Regions from separate parts of the Mus musculus genome. Here region 2 is linked to region 1. A link is a contact called in public promoter capture Hi-C data. All regions are on one chromosome and are shown on one strand. Each heading gives the region's core, a stretch centred on a gene start, on an enhancer-like site or on the middle of the called end of the contact. The rest is flanking DNA. Distances are from core to core; before and after follow the strand shown.

Region 1 (4,117 bases), core at 998-3,497:
AGTTAGGAGTGCTATGGAGAAACTGCCAAGACCAGCCAGGTCAGAGTGCAGGGCCAGGAATGAGCTCGTTGTCAAAACAGACTCAAGGACAAACAAAACTCGCCAGTGCTTCCTTTGGATTTATAGATTTAGGAGGGCAAGTAAGGAAGCAGCCTCAGGGCAGAGGCACACACTGGGCCAGCTTTGCAGCCTCAGGGCAGATGCACACACTGGGGCAGCTTTGTAGCCTCAGGGCAGATACACACTAGGGCAGCTTTGCAGCCTCAGGGAAGATGCACACACTGGGCCAGCTTTGCTGGCTGGCTGATTGTGGACAGTGAAGAAGCCAAGAGATTCATTTTTGTTGATTCATTTTCTCTACCCCCTTAAATCATTTAAAATATATATATTTATTTATTTATTTATTTAACCTGTATGTGTTTGCCTGAACTTATGGATGTACACCATGTGCCCATGGAGGCCAGAAGAGGGCATTAGATTTCCTGGAATTTGTGTTACTTGTGAGCCACCCATTGTTGGGTGCTGGGAACTGAACCTATGTCATCTGCAAGAGCAGCAAATGCTCTTAAACACTGAGCTAAATGTATCTCCAGCCCTCACTTACATCGTTTTCAGTGAACTTTTGTAAACTCCAGGTTTAGAAGCTGATGCCTTGAATCCACAGAAAGTCTAGCTTGGCATTTACTGTGTAGACCAGGCTGGCCTCTGACTCCATGCTGAGATTACAGGAGTGTGCTACCACACCTAGGCTGGGGAACTTTATGATGGGGAAATGACCTTTTTGACAGGCTTCTGAAGGAAGGTGACCAGTGCCCTGAGCCCTGTTTTGCACGCACGCACACACACACACACACACACACACACACCCTGCAACACACACTTTCCTTTCTTCCCTTCCACAAAATGCATTTACATCTGATACTCTATGCGGTGAGTTAATCCAGAGAAACTCCTCTCAGGCTGGGCTAGCTTCTTCCTTCAGAAGTAAAACGTGGCTTAAAATGTGTCACGTGAGCTCCAGCCCTGCCACCAGAGGCCTTCTCTCTATCATAACTGTACCTAGAGCGATTTCTTCTGGTGGTTATCTTGAGCCCACGTTACCCATTTCCCTATTCAATGAGAACCTCACTTCAGAGCTTTTATCTAAGATGAAAGTAGTGTCTACCGACAGTTGGATTCCCTGAAGTGTGTGGACAGGAGCCTTCCCTGGGCAAGCACCTCACACTGAGGACAGTGGCAGCCCGGGCTCCATGGGAGAGAGTGTTACATAGTCCTCCTGCTGAGCCCTTCAAACCCACACTTTCCTAGGTGAAGGGCAGCCCTGCACGGGGTTAACAGGATCAGGCCTCAGCCTAGCTTTGAGGAGCCCTGTTAATGGGCCTCAGTGAGAGAGGATATGTCTAATCCTGTTGGGACTAGATGTCCCAGGATGGGGTGACCCAAGGTGGTGGGGAGGGAGTAACAGGGGGAGGGATTTATAAGGGCAGGACTGGGTGGAGAGGAGGGGGAGGGGGGCTTCAATCCCAATGCAAAGTGAATAAAAATAAATAAATTACTGAAAAAAAACAAAGAGTTCTTCAGCAAGCAATGGTTTACTGGTGTATATTACAGCCTTGGCTCTGTGGGCAGCTGCTGTGGAAAGGCCTGGGGGAGGGGTCTGGGTGATCAGAACTGTTTCTTGGAGCATGAATGTCTAGAAGAAGAGGACAATCTTCAGAGAAAGCTGGCTTTCGATGCAGCAGTGGGAACAAACAGGTCCCTGAAATGTCCATGGGCATGGCCAGACACATAAACGAGCATTTGAAGGCACAGGAACATGTGAATGCATACATATAAACACTCCTCTCACACGGTTCCTGCTCACATGGGCACACACAGGCATATACACGTCCAGGCAGAAGCACATACAAATTCACACCCGTGCATACACAAACATAAAGGCACATGCATAGGAACCCACAGGAGAAGGCTACACAGGCACACAAACTTGATACAGACCCAGGCATCCAAAAATGGCTCAGATGTTTTTTGCATGTGTATATACACGTACACATGTGCACAAGTGTGCGTGCGTGCACACACACCCTGTAATTTCAACAGCCAGGCCACTTGACAGCTTCCTGGCTAGCTGCCCTTTATAGTTTACCCTGGAAGGCAGCCAGGTCCCTCCCCTTGCTCCACCTCTCCCCCAATTGGTTGCATAAATTCCCTCCCTTTGCCCCTTGCCTGTGCAGTCCGCACTTAATACCAGCACTGGTCTCTGCTGAGCCTCTGCTCGTTCCTGGCAAATCCTGCAGGACCCGAGTGTCAGCCAGCCAGCAGCATGGGTAAGGAAAAGGGTCTCAAACCATGTGTAGGCTGCCCGTAGTTTGGAGGGTCCTCCTCCTTCCAGGAAATGACCCGGAACTGTGGGGAGGACAGTGACAAAAGAGTTGGACTCTTGTTCCTACCCTACAGGCATGCGCATAGCAGCTCAAGTGAAAGCTTCATGCACACTATTTTTCAGCCTGGCCTAAGTTCTAAGGAACAGAAAGGGACCACCAGAAATGGTGGTTTTGTGAATCCTACCCGACCTCGGTAGGGGCAGGGCAGGAGCGGTGCAGCTTGTCACCCTCGTAAATAGACGATTCTGGTTTTAGCACGGGGTCAATGGGTTGGGGGGCGGGTGTTACAAAAGAACAATCATCACAGCCTGGATCTCTCAAGCTGCTTCATATCACCAGTCAATGGGGGAAGTCAGGGGCAGCCACACTAGCGCACTGAGGGCCTGATTCTGCGCCCCTCCCAAGTCCCACAGCCCTCTTATCCTTTTGCCTGCGAGCTCCTGGGTATCAGTCTGAGAGTCTGGGTTTCAGAAGGAATGTTGAGGCCCTGCTCCCCTTATTGCTGGCTCTTCCCTGGGCTAGTAGAAAGACCAGTGGCCACCCTGAAAACCCACTTGAACTTTGCCTGGATTCTCCAAACTCAAAATGTCATAGACCTTGCTTAAAATGCTTAAGACTGGAGGATGCCACACAGAGAAAGATGGTACCCCAGGCAACCTAGCAGCCTGGACCAAGCCTTGGGTGGTGGGATAAACCTCCTCCACTTCTCTCCTCCTCCTCCTCCTCCTCCTCCTGCTCCTCCTCCTCCTCCTCCTCCTCCACTCCTCTCCTCCTCCCTCCACTCCTCTCCTCCTCCTCCTCCTCCTCCTCCACTTCTCTCCTCCTCCTCCTCCTCCTCCTCCTCCTCCTCCTCTTCCTCCTCCTCCTCCACTTCTCTCCTCCTCCTCCTCCTCCTCCTCCTCCTCCTCCTCCTCCTCCTCCTCCTCTTCTTCTTCTTCTTCTTCTTTGGTTTTTTTGAGACAGGGTTTCTCTGTATAGCCCTGGCTGTCCTGGAACTCACTTTGTAGACCAGGCTGGCATCAAACTCAGAAATCTGCCTGCCTCTGCCTCCCAAGTGCTGGGATTAAAGGCGTGTGCCACCACCGCCCGGCTTCTCTCCTCTTCTTAAAGATGTTTTTATTTTATGAACATTTCTGTATGTTCATGTGTAGCACATACGTATCTAGTGCCAACTGGGGCCAGAAGAAGGTGCCAGACAGTTCTGAGTTCCATGGGTGTGTTCTTCACCCCTGAGCCGTTTCTTGAGTCCTAGAACAGAATTTGTTGTTGTTGTTATTGTTGTTAGGGTTGTTTGTTTGTGGTTGGTTGGTTGGTTGGTTTCTGAGACAGGGTCTCACTATGTAGCTCTGGCTGATCTGGAACTCACTGTATGTAGATCAGGCTGACAGAGATCCTCTGGCCTCTGCCTCTTGAGTGCTGGGTTTCATGTGTTGCACCCCTTTAAGTCAGTGTGTGGTGGCTCATGCCTGTCACCTCAGTGCTAAGGAGACTGAGGCAGAAGGATCTTGGGGAGATCGGGCTCCCCAACACCTTCTCGATGTGGATCTCCCGGCTGCAGAACTACAGAAGAGGCTGCTCTGGCCTTGAGGCTTCCTTATCATTTCCTTACATGTTTACTTGATGTTGTCTGCATAGGTGTTTGGCTTGCACTTATGTGCACCATATATGTACCTCTATGTGTGTGAGGCCAGAGAGGGTGTTGGATCTCCTGGAGCTGAAGTTACAGTTCTTTT
Region 2 (4,117 bases), core at 820-3,319, 460 kb before region 1:
TTTAAAGAGTGTAGAGATAACTGAAGAAAACTCACAAGTGTCGGAGTTACAAACGGTTGACTCTTGGGAATTCTCTGACTTTTTTTTTTTTTTTTTAATTCTCTAACTTTTAAGAGGTCAAAACCAAGATGCCCTGGGATGGTGTGGTCGAAAGAATCATCACAAGTTTAAGGTTAGCCTATGCTACATAATGAGTTTGTGTTCGAAGCCACTCTGGGCTATATGAGACTCTGTTTTTAAAAATCAATAAATAAATCAAAGGAAAAGGAACAGTTTTGAGTCTGGGTTTCACTGTGTAGCTCAGGCTGGCCTCAAACTGAAGGTTCTCCCTGTGTGGCTTTAAGAGTTTGTCTAGGGCTGGAGAGATGGCCCAGTGGTTAAGAACACCAACTGCTCTTCCGAAGGTCCTGAGTTCAAATCCTAGCAACCACATGGTGGCTCACAACCATCCATAATGAGATCTGACGCCCTCTTCTGGTGCGTCTGTAGACAGCTACAGTGTACTTAGATAATAAATAAATCTTAAAAAAAAAAAAGTTTGTCTAAAGAAAGAGGCACACATAGTAATCCATTCATCTATTCCCAGCCACCTTTGTAAAGTTCTTACTAGCTCCCCAATGCCAGCCTGTCAAGCCACCTACCTGAAGAAGCCGCTGATGAGCAGAGACACCTCTTTGTGGGTTCTCAAGTACTTTTCATTTGCGATCCGAGTCTGGATCTGGGGAGCAACAACCAGGAGTCAAGATCTAGTGAGACAGCTCCAGGATTCAACCCTCAAAGGACACGTTAAGTTGTGTGGGGTGCGGGGGAGTGAACATAAGCCAGGTCTTTTCCTAGAGTGCTTGAAAGCTGTCTTCGGATTTTCTCTTGAGGTAACCTCATTTCTTTTCTCTTCTGGAAGAAATTCATATTGCCTGGGCTGGGCTGGAACTTGCTGAAGTTGGCCTTGAACTCTAGATCCTCTTGCCGCTACCTAGGGCGTGCTAGTTAATGCAGGTGGGGATGAGGTGAAGGGGATTGAAACCCAGTGGTCTGTGCATGCGAGGCAAGCACTCTGCCAACTAAGCTACACCCACTGTCGCTTCTCTGGCCAGACCCCTATCTGGTTCGCCTTGCACTTTCAAGTGCCTGGAGGGTTGGGTTCACGGTCACTCCATCTAGTCCTCTGGCACTTAGCTGGGGGAACAGGCCCCGTGCCCCGTTCCCCTTTCTCGGGACCTTCCTCCCTGTTTAATGGACCTCAGACTTGAGGAGCTTCACTTTGATAGAAACGGGTTTTAGGCGACGCCGACTCACGCACCTTGAAATCTCGCAACTGCTCCAGTTGCTCCGGGTTCAGCGTTCCGGGATCCGGCCCCACTATCCCATGGCCTCTGGTCTCCATCAAGCACACTCGGTTGTCTAGGCGACAAGCCGCCCAGTAACAAAGACCCGCCCCGCTGCCCGCCCCGCCCCTTTATAAAACCAATCCTTTCCAGGCAAGGAAGGCCTAGTCGCACCGAGGGAAGCAAGGGCAATCTAGCTAAATCAACTTGGACTTGGAGACTTCAGGGGAGTACTTTTCTCAGACTTAAAGACTGAGCTGAATTGTATATGAAATGAGCCTTTCTTCTTGATCCCACTCGCCCGACCTCAAATCGTGCATTTTCTTAGCTAGAGGAAAACCACTGAAGAGGTTCCTAGCTCAGGGTCCCCCAGAACCCAGCTCCCAACTTGGGCAGGCACTGACTGTGCTTGCCGAAAGAAATCCAGGCTTCTTCTCTTCCCTCTGGCGCAGAAGCCGAGCATTCCATCTGTTCTGTAGACAGACAGTAGATATTGAAGTCCTGGATTCCTAAAATATGAAATCACCCCAGAGCATGGTGGGATCCAAGCTCTGTAATTCTCAAACTCAGACTGCGGGACCTGGGTGGTACTCGGGCGGAAGTTCCCTTCTTGGAATGACTTCCTCGGGTAGATTAATTTTCTCTTCACCTTAGGCTCCTCATAAATTGTAAATTATTTCTCTCACTTTCAACTGAATTTAAAAAGGAAAGGAAACTAATTGGCTGCAAGATTTGTTTTTCTAGTATCTATTTAGAAGGGTAAATGAAACATAAAACCACAGTTCTTAAAATAGTTGCCTGGAAAGGGCAGGAGCCTGTCTGTCAACACACACACACACACACACACACACACACACACACACACACACACACAAGCTTTCCCTGTTCAGAAATATGGTGCCCAGCAGAGACCTTCAGAGAGGCATCAGAGGAGTTTGGGATTCATGAACAATCCCCACCCCCAATCCTGCCCCATGCCCAAGCCAAGACACAGCATGAGAAAACAGCTAAATGATATGTCAAGGAGGGATCTCTCTGTGATCTGAAGGCCTCCACCAGAGCAGCAGAAACAGAAACAGCGTTAACAATCCCAAGCCCATAAGCAGGTGAATCAGACTGTGGCTATAAGCCTCTTCCTAGAGGCCCATATGGGTTAGCAATCGTTTGGATTGTTTATCTGTTTTTTTTTTAGGCGATCGAGTTAATAGTGAGGGAGATAAGCTGCCATCTGCCAGAAGCACTGTTTCACCAGCAAGAGCAGAGGTTACTAAAGGGTGATAGTTTCTGTTGGAGGGAGAGACTAAGATAAAATCCATATAGACTTGTAGCTAGTGTGTCTGGCACAGTCTCTCAGTTCCCAAATGCTTGAAATGCGGCTATGTTAGATATGCCAGACATTTAACATGCACTCTGGATCCTGAAGACTTAATGGAAGAAAATAATGCAAACTGTTTCAATAACTTTATATGCATTGCATGTTCAAATAGTGTTTTGAAAATAGTAGGTTAAATAAAATCTTTCTGTGCACATGTGTGTGTGTGTTGTGTTGTGCACATGTGCATGTGTGTGCTGTGCACATATGTAGAAACAAGAGGTCCTCACCCCGTGTTAGTCACGCACTATTTGACCTTACACTGAGCCTGGAGCTCAGTGACTGGCCAGGAAGGCCTGGGGTGCAGGAGTCCACAGATGTCCACATTCTCCGCTGCCCCAGCGAGGGAAGCACAGACTCAAGACAGCACCCAGCATTTTACGAGAGTGCTGACGCTTTTGACTCAGGACTTCCATCTCCCCAGTCCTTTAAGATGATCTCTAATCAAAATAAGGTCTCGCTGTAGCCCTGACTGGCCTAGAACTCACTGCACAGACCAAGCTGGCCTCGAACTCACAAGAGCTCTCTGCCTGTGTCTGTTTCCTAAGTGTGGGGATCAAAAGTGTGTGCCATCATTCAGCTCCATAAAATTATTTTTCAAAGTAACTTCACAAGCTAGACACAGACAGTGGGTTATATCTGTAACCTCAAGGACTTGGAAAGTGGAGGCTGGAAGACCAGAAGTTTATCTTGGGCTACATAGTGAGTTCCAGGCCAGCTTGGGATACAGGAGACCCTACTCCAAATAAACAAATACACAATTATTTAAAAGTCAGTAAACAAGTACACACCTTTATTCCTAGCACTCCTGAGGCAGAGGCAAAGAGGGTCTTCATGAGTTTGAAGCCAGTATGGTCTGTGTATCGAGTTCCAGGACAGCCAGGGCTACATAGTGAGATCATGTTTCAAAAAACAAACAGGCAGTAAACAAGCCAGCAAGATGGTCAATGGGTAAAACATCCCATAAACCTCAAGTCCCAAATTTGATCCCCGAACCCCAGTAAAGGAGGAAGGAATTAGAGGATCCACTCTTGAGAGTCCTTTGACCTTCACACACACACTGTGGCACACTCACCCCATACACAATAAAATCATAATAGTGAAGATAGAAGAAGAAGAAGAAGAAGAAGAAGAAGAAGAAGAAGAAGAAGAAGAAGAAGAAGAAGAAGAAGAAGAGGAGGAGGAGGAGGAAGAGGAGGAGGAGGAGGAAGAGGAGGAGGAGGAGGAATAGGAGGAGGAGGAGGAGGAAGAGGAAGAGGAAGAGGAAGAGGAAGAGGAAGAGGAAGAGGAAGAAGATAGCAATGTAAAATCAATAACCTGTTGGGGGCTTGTTGTCTTTCTATGTAGCCCTGGCTGTGGTGGAACTTGCTATGTAGACCAGGCTGGCCTGGAACAGAGATTGCCTGCCTCTACCTTCCAA

The links. Promoter capture Hi-C pulls out the DNA fragments that hold promoters and counts their contacts.
Region 2: a contact with region 1 is called in a promoter capture Hi-C map of embryonic stem cells, with 2.4 times the contacts expected there. The contact joins the promoter of Riiad1 here to the promoter of Selenbp1 in region 1. A contact is called at or near these places in 10 of 39 promoter capture datasets (the C10 cell line, the HPC-7 cell line, cranial neural crest and 7 more) and 4 of 115 datasets of contacts at active chromatin or transcription factors (differentiating embryonic stem cells, embryonic basal ganglia, embryonic stem cells and 1 more).

The regions. Positions count from the first base shown.
Region 1 is chr3:94,930,836-94,934,952 of GRCm38.p6, forward strand. Selenbp1 (selenium binding protein 1) reads left to right here and starts at 2,248. Exons shown (of 12, transcript NM_009150.3): 1 at 2,248-2,327. The coding sequence starts at 2,324.
Region 2 is chr3:94,471,522-94,475,638 of GRCm38.p6, forward strand. It overlaps Riiad1 (regulatory subunit of type II PKA R-subunit (RIIa) domain containing 1), which reads right to left and starts at 2,070. Exons shown (of 7, transcript NM_025506.2): 1 at 1,975-2,070; 2 at 1,730-1,798; 3 at 1,301-1,401; 4 at 642-718. The coding sequence starts at 1,793.